2 separate regions of the Mus musculus genome follow, and region 1 is linked to region 2. A link is a contact called in public Hi-C data. All regions are on one chromosome and are shown on one strand. Each heading gives the region's core, a stretch centred on a gene start, on an enhancer-like site or on the middle of the called end of the contact. The rest is flanking DNA. Distances are from core to core; before and after follow the strand shown.

Region 1 (4,472 bases), core at 1,042-3,541, 610 kb before region 2:
TAGGTAGAACACAACTGTCAAGAGAATATCTCAGGTTGTTCAGAACGTGAACAAAAAAGTAAGAAAAGGAAACCAAGCACGGGATTACAAGTCCTTAACATTGCCATTTGGATTTGTCTTGTCACGTGAGGAAGGTGGAGGAGAGTGTGACTCCTCAGGATTGGACATCACCAAAGGTTCCTTAAGACCACTCACAACCAAGAGCTGTCAACCAGCCTTCACCCAGGCAAATAGAATTGGATTTGTGTATGCACAAGTGCCTTCATAAAGACATCGGGAGTGTCCACAGGACACAGGAATGTCGCGAGTCCTGAGGACTGGACTCAGGTCCTCAGGCAGCAGGGACCTTACTCACTGGGAAATGAGCTGGCCATCTTGTCAGCTTGAGAAATTTGACTTCTTAATGAAATGTGAACCATAAAAACTCATGCTCACTAGTTATCCTTTTAAAAAGACTGTTAACTATCTGAAACGTATCCTTCCCCAATTATACACAGGTGTCACTGTAGAAAACCAGGACATTTGAAATTTAATCACCTAAAATCCATTCACTCAGGAAAAAAAAAAGATAATATCGTGGTGATATATCCATAGTTTATAATTTATCATTTAAAAAAAATTTAAGCCTAAAGTGGTGGCACATGTCTTCAGTGCCAGCACTTGGGAGGCAGGGGCAGGCAGATCTCCGAGTTTGAGGCCAGCCTGGTCTACAAAGCAAGTTCCAGGACAGCCAGGGCTACACAGAGAAACCCTGTCTGGAGAAACTGAGTATTGAGACCTACACCTTTATCCCCAGCCCTCAGGCGGTAGAGACGGAGGATGTCTCTGAGTTCTTGACCAGTCTGGTCTACACAGTGAGTTCCTGGCCAGCCAGAAGTACATAGTGTTTGAAAAAAAAATTAATAGACGGGATGTGCTAATTCTGAATTTATATTTATGTTTGGGGTTAGGCAATTTGTTGTTAAAGGCATACAACACTACTGGCTTGCTCTCCACTTTTTGAGATAACATTGAAGACAGAAAAAAAAATCCCATTTTAAAAAGGCCCAACTGCCCTCTTCCACATCAACAGCAGAGCTCAGTGGCTCACAGCTGACATCCCAGCACTCAGGAGGCTGAGGCAAGATTACACATAAAGTCTCTTGTGTCCTAAAAACAAAACAAACACATCACCCACACAGAGGCATCTTGGCACCTGGAACCTTCACAACACTTAATAGTGCTTCCCATAGACAAACCTTTTCAAAGGTTTCTCATGAAACCTCGGATGTCTTCACACAATGCCTAGACACTTTTTTTGTTTGTTTTTTTCGAGACAGAGTTTCTCTGTGTAGCCCAGCTGTCCTGGAACTCACTCTGTAGATCAGGCTGGCCTTGAACTCAGAAATCCGTCTGCCTCTGCCTCCCAAGTGCTGGGTTTAAAGGTGTGCGCCACCACTGCCCCGCACCAAGACATATTTTTAAAAGGCTGTTTTCGCGCGCATGTGTAGTCCGAGATGGTGTCTGATCTGGAGGCAATCATGAACCTACTCCAACTGGGTGTTCTCTCCAGCACCCAGCACCGAATTTTTTGAGACTGGGTCGTTGCGTTTTGAAGACGTTTATAACACTTTATTTTTTCACCTCCATTAAAACAAACAAACAAAAAATATTTCCAGGGCTCAGAAGGCGCTTACAGCTAAGCCAGACGACCTGGGTGTCTTCCCTGGAACCCGCAAGGTGGGAAGAACAGCCTCTTGGAAAGTTGTCCTCTGACCTCTACACTTGCGCCATGGCACACGTGCGCATGCATACACGCAATAAGCACGTACATTTTCAAACAGAAAGAGAATTTTCCCGTTCTAATTGAAGCCCGGCGTGGTGGCACACGCCTTTCCGGCTAGCCTAGGCTACACAAGTCCCTGTCACAGATTACAGGAATTCGAAGAGCGCTGGTCTGATTGGCCTCTCCTGGGAGCCTCTGTCCGTGAGGACTCAGGGCCGGGTCCCCGCTGGACTCCAGCGTCTCCCGCGGGAGCAGCCTCCTGCAGGCCGGCATAGGCCCCCCCGCCGCCGAGTCCACCCGAGCGGCCGACACGCACCGGGCCGGGCAGGCCCCGCTCGCCCCGCGGCCCTCGCTTGGCACGCAGGCCCCGGAGGCCGGCCCTCACCTCACGTAGCAGCGCAGCTCCGGCGAGACACGCCCGGATGATGGGACGGAGGGGGCTGCCGGGCCACCGCCCGCGCCCTGCCCAGCCGCCCGCGCCCTCCCCGGCCCTGCCCTTCCCTGCCCGCCAGGCCCAGCAGCACTCACCCCGTCACCCCGCGCATGCGCCACAGCGGGCCGCGAGAGTAAAGATGGGGGACGGGGGGCGGGAACCCTAAGGATGAGGGCGTGGCCTGAGCATGGAGGGGGCGTGGCTTCATGCTAAGGGCGGGGCCTAACAGCAGGACAAGGAGAGACTAGCAGTGCTGTCTAGCGTCCCCTACGGGCACATCCGGGCCGTGCCACCTTCCCCCCTGAGGTCAGCGCTGTCCCACTCATCGGTTTCCTGGAAGGCCGCAGTGATCGATCCTCAGGGTCTTCAGGATCATTAGTGTTTCACGCATGGTGGTTGTCCTCAAATCCCAACATCCGGGCTAGATAAGTCCAGGGCCGAGAAAAAACGCGATGTGACTCGAGATGGGTCCTCAGACCACACCCTGGGTTCTTGAAGTCTTGGGAGATTGGAGGTGGAGTTAGAGAAGGGAGAGCTGAAAAAATGGCTCCCCCCAGTTAAGAGAGTTTTATTTCTCTTCTAGAGAAAGCATGCACATGATAGTTCACAAACGCCTTTACTGTAACTCAACAGCAAGGGATGTGAAGCCTCCGCAGGCATACACACCTCCCCATCCCCCCACCTAAATACAAAAATAAATAAATCCTAAAAAGAAGACCTGATGGAGTGAACCGAGGTTATCACAAAGGATTGCATTCTGTCATTTAAATCCTTTTCGTACCTTGACCGTCAATAAGCAAAGGATTAAATTAGATGAGCATAAATAACTGTGAACATTGTTTTTGAATTATCCCTCGGGCTGACAGTAGATTTCGGTGGTTGTCTGTGCTTGGCAGGGTGAGTGCTGAGGTGTGAGCCCTCAGCGTTACAAGCAACAGTCCAGAGTGCGGCTGTGTGTTTTCTTTCTCGCTCCTCCTTCAGTGTTAAGAATGGAGTCCAGGGGCTGGAGAGATGGCTCAGCTGTTAAGAAAACTGGCTCTTCCACTAGGGGATTCAGGTTTTATTCCCAACACCCACAATGAGGTTCACGTCTGAGCTCACGTGTAAATCCAGTTCTAGGTCGCCTGAAGCCTTCTGGCTTCCATGGGCGCCAGGAACACAAGTGGTGCACAGACATACATTCAGGCAAAACACTCATACAGATAAAAATAAAATATATATATTTTAAAACATTTTTAAATATAATCCTAGCTCTCATCCACTGAGCTGCCCCACCCCAACCCCCTAATCTGGGTGAGAGTTAAAGAGGTTTCAGTACAATTTGTGAGTGTTTCTCGGTTTTGTAACTAAAGCCCTTAAGGTTCAACTAATTGTACGTGAATAGCTAAATCGAGTGGGGTAACTTATATCCAAAGTCACTTGCAAAGTCCCAGCCACGGTTCGTGTGTCTCACCAGCCCAGCGCCCTGTTCTTGCTGTCAATCACCTGGTATTCAGCCGGTTGTCACTGACACCCTCCCCCAACCCCATCACCACGCCTGGGGAAGTCCAGCTGTGCGCTTTGGAGAGACAGCGCCTTTTTGTGAGATTCAGTTTGGTGACCTCATAATCTGTAGGCATTCTCCTCTTAGACATGAATATTCAGGCACACCAGTGTAACCCAAAAGGAGTAAGAGAGGGTTCGCAGACCTTCTTTATTCCTAGTATACTTAGCATCGGGTACAAAATAGGGAATTGGGGCCTGATTGATTGAAGACTGTTGAATTTATAAAGATGCTGCCGGCGGCTACGGGTTTCTCGCTGTGAATCTAGTAGAGGACACAAGGGGGAGCCATGCGATCACTGTCAGTTATAGGGTTTCTCAGGCTTGCCCTTGAGTTTGACTTAATTCTCCTCTTGCCTGCGTCACTAGAAGGGGAGGGGGGAGAGACTATGTCATGGTATTTAGACAGCATGCATCATTGTTTTCAGGGCTCCCCTTTCCCCCTCCCTGGCAAGATGTGCAGCTATGTAAAATCTTGAAAGCCCTAGGATAACATTTTACAGGAATATTTAACCACCATCCTCCCAAGTTTTTGATACAGGTGTGTCATAGCTTAAATTTTTCCTGATCACAGAAATGTGTGTTATACAATAGATAGTAGAACAGAATTGTACTGGCTAGTTTTGTGTCCACTTGACACAGCTGGAGTTATCACAGAGAAAGGAGCTTCAGTTGAGGAAATGCCTCCATGAGATCCAACTGTAAGGCATTTTCTCAATTAGTGATCAAGGG
Region 2 (4,393 bases), core at 343-2,842:
GTGTGTAAATGGCAGTGTGTACACAGGAGCTCAAAAAGACCAGAATCTCACTTAACCCTAATTCCAGCATTTAACTGAAAACTAACATTGTCCTCAACACTTATTTATACCGTGTTATGTGGATGGTGTAGACCAGTGGAGAATGTTACATTCTTTATAAATATGATCATTGAAGCGCTTTTGGTGTTCATTATAGCTAAATGCATGCATCGAAATGCAGAGGTTTTTCTGTTTGTTTGCTTGTTTGTTTGTTTTTGTTTGTTTGTTTGGTTTTCAAAATAGAAAGCGTTATCCTTACAGCTTTGAGTCTGTGAGGTCCACAGGGGAGAGAACGCACCCGCCACGGAGGGACACATTCACTTTGTCCCTGCCACTTCACACTGAGGGTCACAAGCAATGACAGTACTGGCACCGGGGATCAAATTGCAGAAACATTGGTTTTGGATCATTGTACTTTTGCCTCTGAAATCTCCGCGGGTGGTTCCTACCTTCCCTCTCTAGTAGAGCTGTACAGAGCCCATCTGAAGTGCAAGGAGATGTATGCAGTTCCTTGCCAGTGCTAATCATTGCCCCCTCCTCCCGGACTGTGGAACCCAACCGCTCCTCTTATCTTCAAGGAAGATTAAGCTTTCGAGCTATTCATTAACAAAATAAAAGGTCAAGTCCTTAACCTCTAAAGAATTCCCGTTTCCATCTGCAGCCCAGCAGTTGCTCAAAGGCAAGAACACGAACAGAGAGAAAGCCCCTTCTTTACTCTCAAACTCCCGGTCTGTTTTTAGCAAAGCCATTAATAGGAACAGAATGGTGTGGACCAGCCTTTCAATATGCAAGATGGACAGAGGTAACCAGATTTCTCTTATAGTAGATTATAGGGGGAAATCCATCACTATCTTCTGAAATACCCTCTGACCACCAAAACACACTGACTCCAGGAATATATATTTACCTAACAGGTTTCAAGTTCAGCACGGCTTCCTCCTCTATTTTTCTTGGCTCTCTCTGCCTCCCACCTGCCAAAGTCTTCTCTCAGTGCCCCCTCCCCAGCCTATCAGGCACCACTGGTAAGAAAAGAACTGTTTTCTCCATGACCTCTAAGCCTTCTACTCCACCGAAAGCAACGTGGAGTGCACACTCAGCAGGCTGCGATCGAGCCCGGAGCCAACCTGTCCATGAGGCTTTCCAGACATAAAACCTCACACTGCCCAGTGTGTCTTGTGTTTTGGTCAGCGTGGAGCCCCAAGTCAACCAAGCCTCTCTGTAGCACCTGGCTGCAATCCCTGACCGACCACAGGCACCCCAGCGCTGAGCCCAGCGACAACAAAAAGCTCCAAACAGCAACAGATTCCTTTGTTTTACATGCAAATCCTACCTTCAGGAGTTGTCACATCTTCCTCAAAAGCCACGCTTAATTTTTAATGACAGTGATCCCGTGTAGTCCTCCACACAGCCACCGGTCCTCATCTTTACCTTTCCTGCTGGCTGTCTTTGTGGACCATTGATGTCACACCCTCGCTAACTCATAGCTTTACTCCTCGCTCAAAATGTCTGCAAGAGTTTGGAAGGACAATAGGAGTGACAGGCACGCTAGACAGCCATGCTTAAGATTAGTTCTCCGAAGCTCTGTGGAAGCCGGTCCAGACTGTTTTTAAAAGCGTGCAGGAGGTAGGATTTATTAGCCTATGACAGGCACGCTGCTTCTGTTTTTATTAAATACTGTAATAGGCTGTCTGTTAGCATCGCTGTGATAGGTCCAGCATTTCTTCCCCACTGCTTTCGAATTTTCATACTGAAAAGGGAGCGGAGCCTGATCTGACTTCCCTCCTAGCTCTGCGGCCACCCTACCTACTAGATTAGATTTCCAAATCCTCTAACTTCGGAAGAAAGAACTCCTCCTGTAAATAAGCTCTCTCTAGGAGGGTGAACTTGGGAGTAAACACCCTTGGAATCCCCAAGTGATCCTGTTAGTCCCAGCAAGGGACTCTTGCTTTCCCAAGTTAGAAAAAGACATTATTTCCAGAGCTAGGCGAGAGGATCCTTTCACACAGGGAAAGTTGTGATGGGTAACTGAGGATGCCTTATGGCATGTACTCACCTGAAGTCTCAAATGTTGTATCAGACGGACAGCATGCATCAGAAAACAGATGAACTCATTAGGGCATGTCGGCTGCACAGTTCTTTGCTCCATGCAAAGGTCACCATTTTTCCTGCATCACTGCTCTCTCCATGGAAAGAATGGAAGGTGGGTAGAGGAGCTTGGGATGGGTGCCCTGCCTTGGTGTGGTCCTTTACACAGTAGTGACATAGAAACACTGGCCAGAGAGGAGGCTGTTCTGTGTGTGCAAACACACATCACTCTGAAAAGTGTTTTTCCGGACAGGAATGCAAAAACAAAGTTCTTGCCAGAGAATGTTTTAATGCTCCAACTACCCAGGTTTAGTCTTTTTTTTTTAACTCGGTTTTCCTTTCTCTTCTCTTGCTACCTCAGAACCATAGTTATATAGTAGTTACTATGGAAACTGAGTGGTCGGCACTAAGGGAGGGGCTTAGAGACCAGCAGATGCAATATGGACAGGAGTGTTCTATGTTGGACTATGGAACAGAAATTGAATAGTGGTAATGAACATCTTACAGCCACTGCCAGTGACCCTCTGGAAGACCATCTCAGGGGCATGATTCTAAGTTGCCACTGTTTAATTGTGGGCATTTTTGCTGTTTGGGAGTACGACATTGAGCAGACCCACATCCTCTTCCACATAATAACTGAATATCAGAATTGCTCTCATATCGGTCCAAAGATTTTGCTTTCATTCCTTTCTTTCTTTCTCATGTTCCTGGCTGCTGGTTTGAATATACCCTGATTATATTTGAATTTTAGCTGTTATTTGATTGGTTACAGTTTTTTCTTGGGAATAAAATGTGATTCAGTAGGAAAAAAAGACTCTCTTTGTATCACAAACCATAATCATACTTCATTCTGAGTGAGTGTCCTTACATCATTTCCTTAGAGCTAACCCTGGGCCTGAATATGAAGTTTGAATTTTGAAAGATAACCCTGGACCCACTGGATTGATACAACAGAAAGAAGAGTTTCTTCTTGTTTTTAGCTCCTCAAATAGAAAAGAAACTTTTTTTTCTTTTTTTTTTTTAAAAGAAGTTTTGCTCATCACTTGGTCATCTAAGAGAAACCATTTCAGAAATAGTTAAATATTCATAATTGTAAAGAGAGCAGAAGAAGTGCTGATTACTGTCATCAGTATCTTAATTTCATGGTAATTGGAGCAATTCACACAACTGTTGACACAAAACAAGGCTCTCATCTCCAAGGGAATAAGAGAATATTCGGGAATCAAATTTGATGGCCAAAGCCCAGGAAACATAGAACTACATTCCCATGGTTTCCCCTTGTCCACATGGAAGCAGTGGAAGCCGGTTTCTTAGAGTTCAAACAATGACAGCTGTAAGTCAAGGGGTTTTAAGAACACTGGTGGGTACATCAAAGAGACAGTCTCAGCAAGATGCAGGAGTCTCATCTGAGGCCTCAGACTCTATATTGCTCTGTTCTTAGCTTTTGGGTTGGTAGGAGTCAGCAGTCTGTTAAGTTGCTAAATTGCAAAGGGGTTGTATCTGTTACTCACAGGATGTTAGTTCCCAAAGAGGTGGGCAAGGAGTAGTTACTTAGAGGTCTAAAGCTAGGCCAAGATAAAGATAAAGTGTAAAGCCAGACTCTGTAACATCCTAACCTGTCGCTGTGACTGAAATTCTTAGTCCATCAGTGTTTGTGGACACAGCTTCCTTCCAGGGGCTCTTGTTCACACTCCAAGGTGTGAGTACAAACGTTCAAAAATGAAATTGTTGGGAGGGAATTCTTTAGGGTTTTATGGAAATCTTCTTTTTTTTTTTTAATGGACAAGCATATCACCCAACATTTGTTTATGGGAGAAGGATTATTTCAGTAAAAGAATAAAGATTTCTTTTTGAATGATTGGAAAAGCAGCGTCATAAATTCTGTAGTTCATCTATTTTTCTAGATGAGAAGCTAAACACCATTGTAAGCAACGTGTTCATGGTTTGGAAGGGGACAGAGGAAGACACCAGAAAAGAAAAAGGAAAGAGGGGAGGCCCCAAAAGCATCCTCACCAAAAGGTAATTCCCACTGCATCCCCCCAGTTCTTCTGACAACTCAGCTGTTGCTCTGCTGTGCCCAGCCATGGGTTCCCTGGAGGCTGGCGCGGGTGGAGGCTGGCGCGGGTGGAGGCTGGCGCGGGTGGAGGCTGGCGCGGGCAGGGGGGTTAGAGATGCTTCAGTACAGATGTGGGTTGTCTGGATCTTTCTGAGAGGTGAGAAGAATTCTCTACCTGTGATGTCAGGGTCAGATTCTGTTATTTGTTTTTGT

What was found. A called contact is a pair of places that touch in the nucleus more often than the background predicts.
Region 1: a Hi-C map of cortical neurons shows a contact between it and region 2. The contact joins the promoter of Zfp639 here to the promoter of Kcnmb2 in region 2. A contact is called at or near these places in 2 of 39 promoter capture datasets (embryonic stem cells and hippocampal neurons), 2 of 484 Hi-C or Micro-C datasets (cortical neurons and nephron progenitors), 2 of 115 datasets of contacts at active chromatin or transcription factors (embryonic midbrain and embryonic stem cells) and 1 of 9 other capture datasets (pancreatic islet).

What each region holds. Positions count from the first base shown.
Region 1 is chr3:32,508,411-32,512,882 of GRCm38.p6, reverse strand. It overlaps Zfp639 (zinc finger protein 639), which reads right to left and starts at 2,291. Exons shown (of 7, transcript NM_144519.4): 1 at 2,151-2,291.
Region 2 is chr3:31,899,902-31,904,294 of GRCm38.p6, reverse strand. Kcnmb2 (potassium large conductance calcium-activated channel, subfamily M, beta member 2) reads right to left here and starts at 1,592. Exons shown (of 6, transcript NM_028231.2): 1 at 1,370-1,592. It overlaps Gm34031 (a long non-coding RNA gene), which reads left to right and starts at 2,121. Exons shown (of 3, transcript XR_389652.3): 1 at 2,121-2,239; 2 at 4,029-4,143.